Linked DNA regions of Gossypium arboreum: region 1 is linked to region 2. Evidence: chromatin contacts called from public Hi-C data. All regions are on one chromosome and are shown on one strand. The core of a region is the stretch at or near the end of the contact, and the rest is flanking DNA. Distances in the headings are between cores, read along the strand shown. Region 1 holds the start of LOC108479687 (beta-amylase 1, chloroplastic-like). Region 2 holds the start of LOC108454605 (haloacid dehalogenase-like hydrolase domain-containing protein At2g33255).

Evidence for each region. A called contact is a pair of places that touch in the nucleus more often than the background predicts.
Region 1: a contact with region 2 is called in a Hi-C map of leaf, with 2.6 times the contacts expected there. The contact joins the promoter of LOC108479687 here to the promoter of LOC108454605 in region 2. A contact is called at or near these places in 2 of 5 Hi-C or Micro-C datasets (both in leaf).

The regions. Positions count from the first base shown.
Region 1 is chr10:99,175,088-99,179,525 of ASM2569848v2, reverse strand. LOC108479687 (beta-amylase 1, chloroplastic-like) reads right to left here and starts at 2,806. Exons shown (of 4, transcript XM_017782420.2): 1 at 1,907-2,806; 2 at 1,045-1,255; 3 at 836-946; 4 at 1-747. The coding sequence starts at 2,541.
Region 2 is chr10:98,974,626-98,978,721 of ASM2569848v2, reverse strand. It overlaps LOC108454605 (haloacid dehalogenase-like hydrolase domain-containing protein At2g33255), which reads left to right and starts at 2,366. Exons shown (of 5, transcript XM_017753119.2): 1 at 2,366-2,837; 2 at 3,777-3,819. The coding sequence starts at 2,417.

The DNA.
Region 1 (4,438 bases), core at 1,557-4,056, 200 kb before region 2:
TTCGGCTTCCCGCTCCACCTCTTCCCAACACCGACGAGCTCCTTTTCCCTCTTTCATCTTCTTCACGAATGCAACAAACCGTCTCCAATTGTCCGGATGAAAGAGCGATGGGTTCATCCTCAAGTACGTAAATGCACACATCTCTCTATCAACTGGTGAGCCATCGACATTCAACGATGAAGCTTGTAAGATCTGCTCGTGGGCGTATTCATCATAACGGGGAAGTGCATTCTCCCCGGCAAGCGGAACTTGTGCTGCTCCGGTTGCTAAAGCAACTTGCTTCACTAGCTTCTCAGGTGCACACAAGGCATCTTGGGGCTGCTCATGATCCCGCATCTCTATGCAAGTGAAGTTGAAAACGGCACCATGACGTGCTAGCATTTGAGCGATCGGGAGGTAACCATCTCGGTACCTTGTGTTATAGTACCCTGCTGTGAGTTCAGGAGCATGGGATCGGGTTCCATAATGCCAGTGGATTCCCGCAACTTTCACTGAGATCTTCACACCTGCACCGTCAAAAATCGATGTTGCGGACGATAGAATTCTCTCCCCGTGATCTAACAGCATCTGAGAGTACCAGGTAAGGAAGAATTCACCATATGGAGTATTCCAACCACCACCTTCTTTCTTGAAAAAAGGCGTATCTTCTGGCCAATTGTTGTAGTGACCAGCATCAGTTGGGCCAGTGCTACCCCATTCTGGCTTACCCGCCGCTTCAGCTGCTGCTTTGAGGCTGCTAAGCATATACTGCATCAAATAACATCCATATTATTAACATCAAAACAGAACCTAATCTGAAATAGAGACAAGAGAGAGCAGTGCAATGTCAGGGTACCTTATCAAAACATTGGAAGGCTCCAATTCCAGGGAACTTCCATGTCCCATTCGCCTCCGGATACGAAGGGTACCGAAGCTCACCTGCCGGACCCATTCCGACTTGGATTTCCTGTAGTGAAAAACAACGGTAATTCCTTAGCAGTTGAATTCTTCCAAGAGGATGAGACAAAATGGGATCAACAATTACTAGTAAATTAGAAGAATTACCACAATGGTATCACCAAGGAGGTGTTTGAAATTGTCCCTAAAGGCACGCATGAAATCAGCATAACACTGAACAGGCGTACGGCCTTTCAAGACAGGAAGGGTATCGCAACCAAGTGAAAGGTATTCGTAGTTCCTTCTTCCCCATTGATCAGTGTATGCGAGGTCTGGGTCCTTCTCGATCTCCTCTGTAACCCACTTGGGCAAAGGAATACTGTACAAAAACAACCATATTTTTTCCTTTAAAAGAGTATCTCCATAACATCAAATCAATACATCCCAGTATTTGATTCAATAAAAATTTAGATAAATAATACAGGATTTGGACCACCGTATGGGGGCTTATGAAAATTTCCATACAAACCCCATATTCTCTGCCTGGAGAGATGGAGAGAAATGAAAGCTACCACCGTACCCTCCGTGAAAATGGGTCCTTATCCTTCGTAAAAAAAAATTTTTCTGATTCATGAACTTTTAAAATAGGTTCTGAAAATTTATTTCCATATCTATCTCCAAATTTAATTTCTTTCGGTCCCCTTTTTACCCCACTTTTGTAAAAAGATGCAATGAAAGCTTACGTTATCCCTTCATCTAAATTTTTTTTTAAAAACGTTGGTTCATCTGATTGTCTCTTTCAAATTCAAAAAAAAGCAAATGATTGACTTGGAATCAATAATTAATCAAACGTGTAAACTTTTCTTTCTTCTTGATTTTCAAAAAGGTATCCCATCCCCACAAAAATTAATTTAAAATTACTATTTTTTAAATAAAATTTTCATAAGCTGAGTAACGGGATCTTGAAGAAAAAGAAGGGTTTAAATTTTAAAAGTTAAACAGTAAAGAGAGGTAAGGAGGAGATACGAACGTGCAAGAGTCACCGACGTTGCCGCCACACTGATGGAATGACATGACAGCCTGGACTTTAAGGCCATGCTTCTTAGCCATCTCGAGAAGCTCGGCGTAGCCACCCCAATTGTAAGCACCCGGCGCTTCCCTCTCCACCAGCCCCCACCAAACGTCAATCATTATCCCCTCCACTCCCGCGCTTTTCAGCGCGTGGAGACTCGCATTCATCGCCTTCTTTCTATTCACCGTATTCCCGTTCGTCACGCTATCCAACGGCATCATCACGTAAACCGGAACCCCTTTCTTCTCCTCTTTCTTCCCTCCCTCCTTCCACGCCACCGACGCCGATGACTCCTCAGCCGTCTCCAGCGGTGATAACGTCCCGTAGGCCTGGCAAGCGGCGGACAGATCCGGACGCAGCGACGGACTCATCATAGCCGACCTGTTTGCCGCGCTTCGCGGCGTCAGCGGTGGAGTTAACATTGGAGGGGACAGAGCTTCTCCTGGGGCGTTGCATCGGAGATTCGCCAATGGAACTTTCCGAACTCCCGACACATTAGCCGTCGCTGAGGATGATTGTTCTCCGGTAGTGACTTCAGCTGCAATTTGTGTCCCGGCTAGAGATCCAATCTGATGCGCCAAATTCAACGCCATTTTCTATTTATTCGAATTGTTTGGCTTTTCCGATTACCTGTCAGAGATGAGAAGAAAAAAGGAAATGAATCTTACACCCTTTTCTTTTTTGTTTTGCGTAAATTTATTCAGTTGGGGATGTTTCCGACTTTGAATGTGAGCTGAGGCTTGAAGGTGTTGTGAGATGAAGTATTTATAGAAACGAAATTTAAAGAAGGGGCGATCCAGGAGGCAACGGCTACGATTGCTGGACTCACGTGAGAATGGACGGTTAGATTAAATAAGTGTCGTGAACGCGTTTTTTTGGAGTGAGGGACTAAAAAATAGGATAGCGAAAGAGATAGAGGCACGTGTTTATAAGGGAACATTCACGTGTCCGATCCTTTCGGCTTAAGACATAGGATAAGAGGATTTAGTGTTTTGTTTCTAAGGCTACTTAGACGTCCACGCAAGGGGCAGGCAGGGGGACAGGTGGATGGTTTTGAGGGGCGGTAGGACGGCAGATAATGCCACCTTCTGTTGGTTTAAGACACATAGGGTCCGTAATATCGGGTGATTCAGCATAAATCAACGGTAGAAACCGAATTTAGGGTCTGGCCCGATATCATATGATTGGGAATTGGTGGCTCTGATTCACTTTTGATTCTTGTGTGGACCACCCTTGAATCTTGGATACATTATGGGGACTGCTGCCAACTTCTTCCTTAAGATTTGTGAAGAGAAAACGACCTATACCCCATAAATTTGAACTGCGTAGGAAACAGCATAGATAAGATAGTAATTAAAATTTAGAATATTTGAGAATTAAATTTTTATATCGGTGTAATTTTTTTTTAATTCACATAATCATCCTTTAACATTACAAAAAAAAAATCATTTTATCATTTTATCATTTTATCTTTTATTTAACTTTTCACCTTTTCTAGACCAAGCTAGAAAATTTTAAAATGATAAAATTAAATTATAATTTTACGATAATAAAAATATTATTTTATTATTTTAATAGTTTATATTTTTATAATTTTAAAAATTAAATTAAATTGTTATCATTTTAGGAAACTAAATTACAATTTTACCTTTATTAATTTAAATTAAAATTTTATAGGGCCTTAGTAGAAAATTTTTCATTTTAGGAGGTTAAGGCCCTCGCCAAATTTCCTAGTTATGCCCTTGTTCTAGCTTTTAAATTTGTATTTATTTTTTAAAATAAAGTCATCTCAAAATAGATTGAAAAATTAACATTTGTAACTTTGTTAACGTAGCATACACCTAGATTGCCATGTGGATGACATGTCAGCATTAAATTAATTTTTTAAAAATTTTAAAAATTTTAAAAATTATTTCTAAAATTAAATGGTTAAAAATATAAAAAATATAATTCTTTTTATGTTTTAATTTTTAAAAAAATTAATTAAATATTGGCATGTTATCCACGTGGCAATCCACGTGTATGCCACATTAGCAAAGTTAACAAATATTAACTTTTTCACCTATTTTTGGGTGATTTGATAAAAAATATAAATTTAAGGACTAAAAGACGAAAAATAAATAGAGGGTCAAAATTATTTTTTTGGAAAACTAGAGAGTCAAAAAATCATTATATCTTTTAATTATATAAATTGGATTAAGGATATCGACAAAACTCGTTGGAACCTCAATTATTGTAATAATTTAGATATTTGAGTTTGAATGTAAATTTGTTTAAGGATTAGAAGTTATGAATAGTAGATTTGTTTAAGGATTAGATTATTCATTCAAACTCGGATATACACCGAGAAATTTAGAATGTTTAGATAATAATATTAGGCCCAAAATAAGTTTAAATAGATGTAGGTTTGAATATTGGAGATTATATTTTTAAGAGGATAACTATAAACTCTAAACATTGATTGTAAAATGAAAATGAAATATACTAAAA
Region 2 (4,096 bases), core at 1,117-3,616:
TACGGAAAGATAGCTTCTATAGTAGAAAAACCTAAACATGTCCTTAGCCTAATAAAAAATAAGCAAACCGATTAAAAGATAAATATGTCATCTATAAAGCTCAATTTGGGAGATGCTTTGTCTTGAGCATTGAAGCGAATGACTCTTAGAAGATAAGAATATAGATGTGATTGATTAGACTGATAGTACATCAGACAGGACCCAAGTAGAATAGATCCTAGATCTGTTTATGGATTTATTCACTTATGACGTTCATAGTGTGACACACCTTAATCTTAAGTGGATGATAGGCTATGTATGTGTGACTCATATACTCTGATGTAAGTAAAAACCCGAGTTCAAATAGATAATAAACCAAAAGTTGATGCATTGGTTATATGACTTCTGCCGTATGTAGACTCATTTAAATAGTGAAATTCGTAACCTAACTAATAAGTAAATGACATCATCTTATCCGTATTACATGATAGGTGAAATATAAAAGCAACCATGAGTCGTTTGTCTTTATAATAAATGACTTAATTACTATCTTATAGTAATTGACTTTTCATGAAGGAAAATATAATGATTACCATTAGATAAAATAGGATCATATTGGGAGAACGAAGTTATCCCAAAGAGATTAAGAATATCCTATGAGGGTAACACACTTATGATAGTGTCATTAGATGAACACTTATTAAGTAGTTTTTATAATGGTATGTAATTATAGAGAGCTCAATCACGATACTATAGTAGAATGACTTCATAACTAAATAAGTTCATAATTAATAGGCAAAAGGCTAAAACTTAATTATGAATTATTTGGGCCCTAATTATATATGTCCAATTGATCTTTTTGTTAGCTCATTGAATCCAGAAATGAATTGCATCTAGAACCAAATGACAAAAATGAATGAAAATAATGAATTTAGAGAAATAAATCACATTCACGAACATGTTTTCTCACTAAGTATAGAAATGACTTAGAATTAATTTAAGATTTTTAAATTATTATTTAATTAATTATAATTAAATAACAAGTTCAAATATGAAATTAAATTAATTAATCATTACGAATTCGTTGAATAAGAAAATTAAATTATAAAGTTATAGATGAAAAGCCCAATAAACATATATAATTGGACCATTCTTTGAGATAATTAATTTGCAAAGACCATAAATAGAAGATCCGAAGTTCCACTTAAAGAGACTTTTTCTGATTTTTTGGGCAAACTGAATATGCTAAAAACTTTCTTGCAACATGTAACTCTCATTTGTTTTAGACCCTCCATCACCACTACATGACACAACACTTATTTTCCAAAATCTACTCTAATTTTCCTCTCTATCAAAACATCTCGTTTTATTATATTGTAACATCTCCTTAACTAAACAAAAGAACGCTTTATACAAAGAAAATTGTTAAAAAAGTAGCGAGTACAATGAATTGAGCTCATTTATTGGGATGGATTCCATAGAATTATCATTCTGTAACACTTCAAAAGTATAGTACAACAGCTAAGTACGAGTTCTCTAAGGGAAATCCTTTGATGCTTTCCTGCATATGAAGGCAATGCACTTGCAAAGCACGTAGGCCAACTACCAAATGCTAAATTATTGAAACCTAGAAAAAGACCAACATCTTCAGACCAGGCTATGTACAAACAAGTGTGTAATGACACTCTCGAGGAAACAAACCTTCAACCCAACTCGCTGCTGCATATGGGTGGAGGAAATATGATGCAAAGCTGCAATTGGTGTACAGAAAACTATTGTTAAATATAATACAGATAGGAATCTTGATCTTCAACCCTGCATCTATACGATTCATGATAAAAGTATTATTACGGTAGACGAAGATGATATTATCATCCCATACATGCGGACATTACTCTTATATTAGAAAGTTCCATCTTTCATCTTCAATTATTATGAAAGCATAAGGAGTACATGTAAAACATGTCAATGCAGTATTGAATTGAGTTAGTCTTTTTAAACGCATAGCAAACAGCTCATGCCTGCAAACCGTAATCTAAGTTGTTTCTTCGATTCTGTTCTTTTCTCAACCGTAATCAGCTACATCAATCTCTCCAAGGTAAAGAAAACTTGCCTTCATTATAATCAACGAGGTAGCATAAACAATGACACAACTGAACACATAGAAATTAAAACTCTCTCTTTTGGTTTCTCCTCTTTGAAAATGGAAGAAATCTTCTTGTCGCTGTTATTTGCGAGGCCAGACGTGTTTGCAGAGCTCTAGTTTCGTCTGCTGAAAATACGCTAACAGAAGAGCACTTCGCGTATTGAAGGTTTTGGTTCTTTTCTGTAAGTCGTTTTATCCTATACGCTTTGCCGTTTCACAATATTTTCGCCTCTATTTTTTTTGCGGCTTTTATTTAGAGCTAATAATTTCACCGCCACACATTGATGACTGATGATTCACATCAATTGCCCACCAAAATCCAGAAACCCCCAAAGCCTCAATCCCATAAATAGCCTTCAAAATCCATCCTTCCCTCAATCTCGAATGCCTTCATTTCTCTCCAAATCCTTCCTCCGCTTGCCCCCTAAATCCCTTCTTTTTACCATGTCCACTGTCGCAGCAGCCAAATCCCGCCTCCGCGGCGTCGTTTTCGATATGGATGGCACCCTCACCGTCCCTGTCATCGACTTCGCCGCAATGTATAAGGCTGTCCTCGGAGACGTCGAGTACAAGCGAATCAAAGCTGAAAACCCCTCTGGGATTGATATCTTGCACCACATTGAGAGTTGGACTGCCGAAAAGCAGCAAGAAGCTTACAAGATTATTGCTGATTTCGAAAAACAGGGCCTTGATCGCCTCCAAATCATGCCTGGTTAGTTTTTGGTGGCTGTTAAAGTGAAAGGAAAATGTCAGGTTCATGTTAATTATTATTTGATTTTGTTTGATGATTTGATTCTGTCGCTTTCAAGTTCAATTTTCAAGTTATATGCTTGAATAGCATTAAAATGCAAGGATACCCTTTTGAAGAGGAAATCTGCTTCTTTCGTACATATTCGAATACATATACACAATTTTGTTAATATATAATATTTTTTTGAACATATGGAAACATTTAAAAAGTAAACAAGGATACCCATTTTTATTTTGAACTCATCCTTGTTTGACAATCAATCTGAGTCCATGTAATATGGATATGCCGTTTGGTTTCTTGTTTTGTGTTTCATTGAATTAGTTGGTATCAATTATAGAACATGAATATTTGTCCATTATTATTTGGAAAATGTACTTATGTTTGTGGGGTTTAAAGTAAAATTAGCTGATGGATTGTTCAGTTGCAGAGTGTTGAAATTCATGTATCCTTCAAGAAGATTAAAGAAGACTGAAAGAATGTCAATGGAGAGAATTGTACTCTGAATTTTATTGATGAAATCTGAAAAACTTGCTTTTCTTTTCATCACTCAATGTATTTGTGAACACAACAATTAAAAAAACTGTGAAAAACTTGGGTTTAAGAATATCATTAGCTAGCAAGTTCATATGCTTTGTTTTTGGGCAAATGTAGATATCTTTCATAGTTTCCCAATAGTTACAAGATAGCAAACATTTTGGAGTATTTTCATGGGGTTTCCATTGATTTATTTTCATTTGATGTTTGTCTTGGATTTTGCCTTTGTGCTTGCTGGGGCTCTCTCCTTTTAAGTTTAGATTTAGCAACCGCAGTTCTCTATCTTTCAGCTGAAGAGCTTCATTTATTTTCCATTTTACATGCTAACCAATTTAAGCTTGTGACATTTGGTTGATAATGTTGCAGGTGCAGCTGAACTCTGTGGTTTTCTTGATGCAAAGAAAATACGGTCAATTTTTGCTCCTACAATTATCTATTTTTCATATTAAGATACCTATTGGTATTATAGTTATTGCCTCGCACCAAATCACTGAGCTTCCATGTATGCTCCATGTGTCTTGACTATTTGGCTCTCTATTATTTGGACTTAGGTACGAGTGCCGGATACAAGTATGTATCCAACATGGGTATATTCTTCTTTTCTAAGATCCTCTGTGTGTTTGGAGGATTCTTAGATAATCGTATCTCCATATCCATGTCCAAGCACAAGTACTTAAAGAAAATTG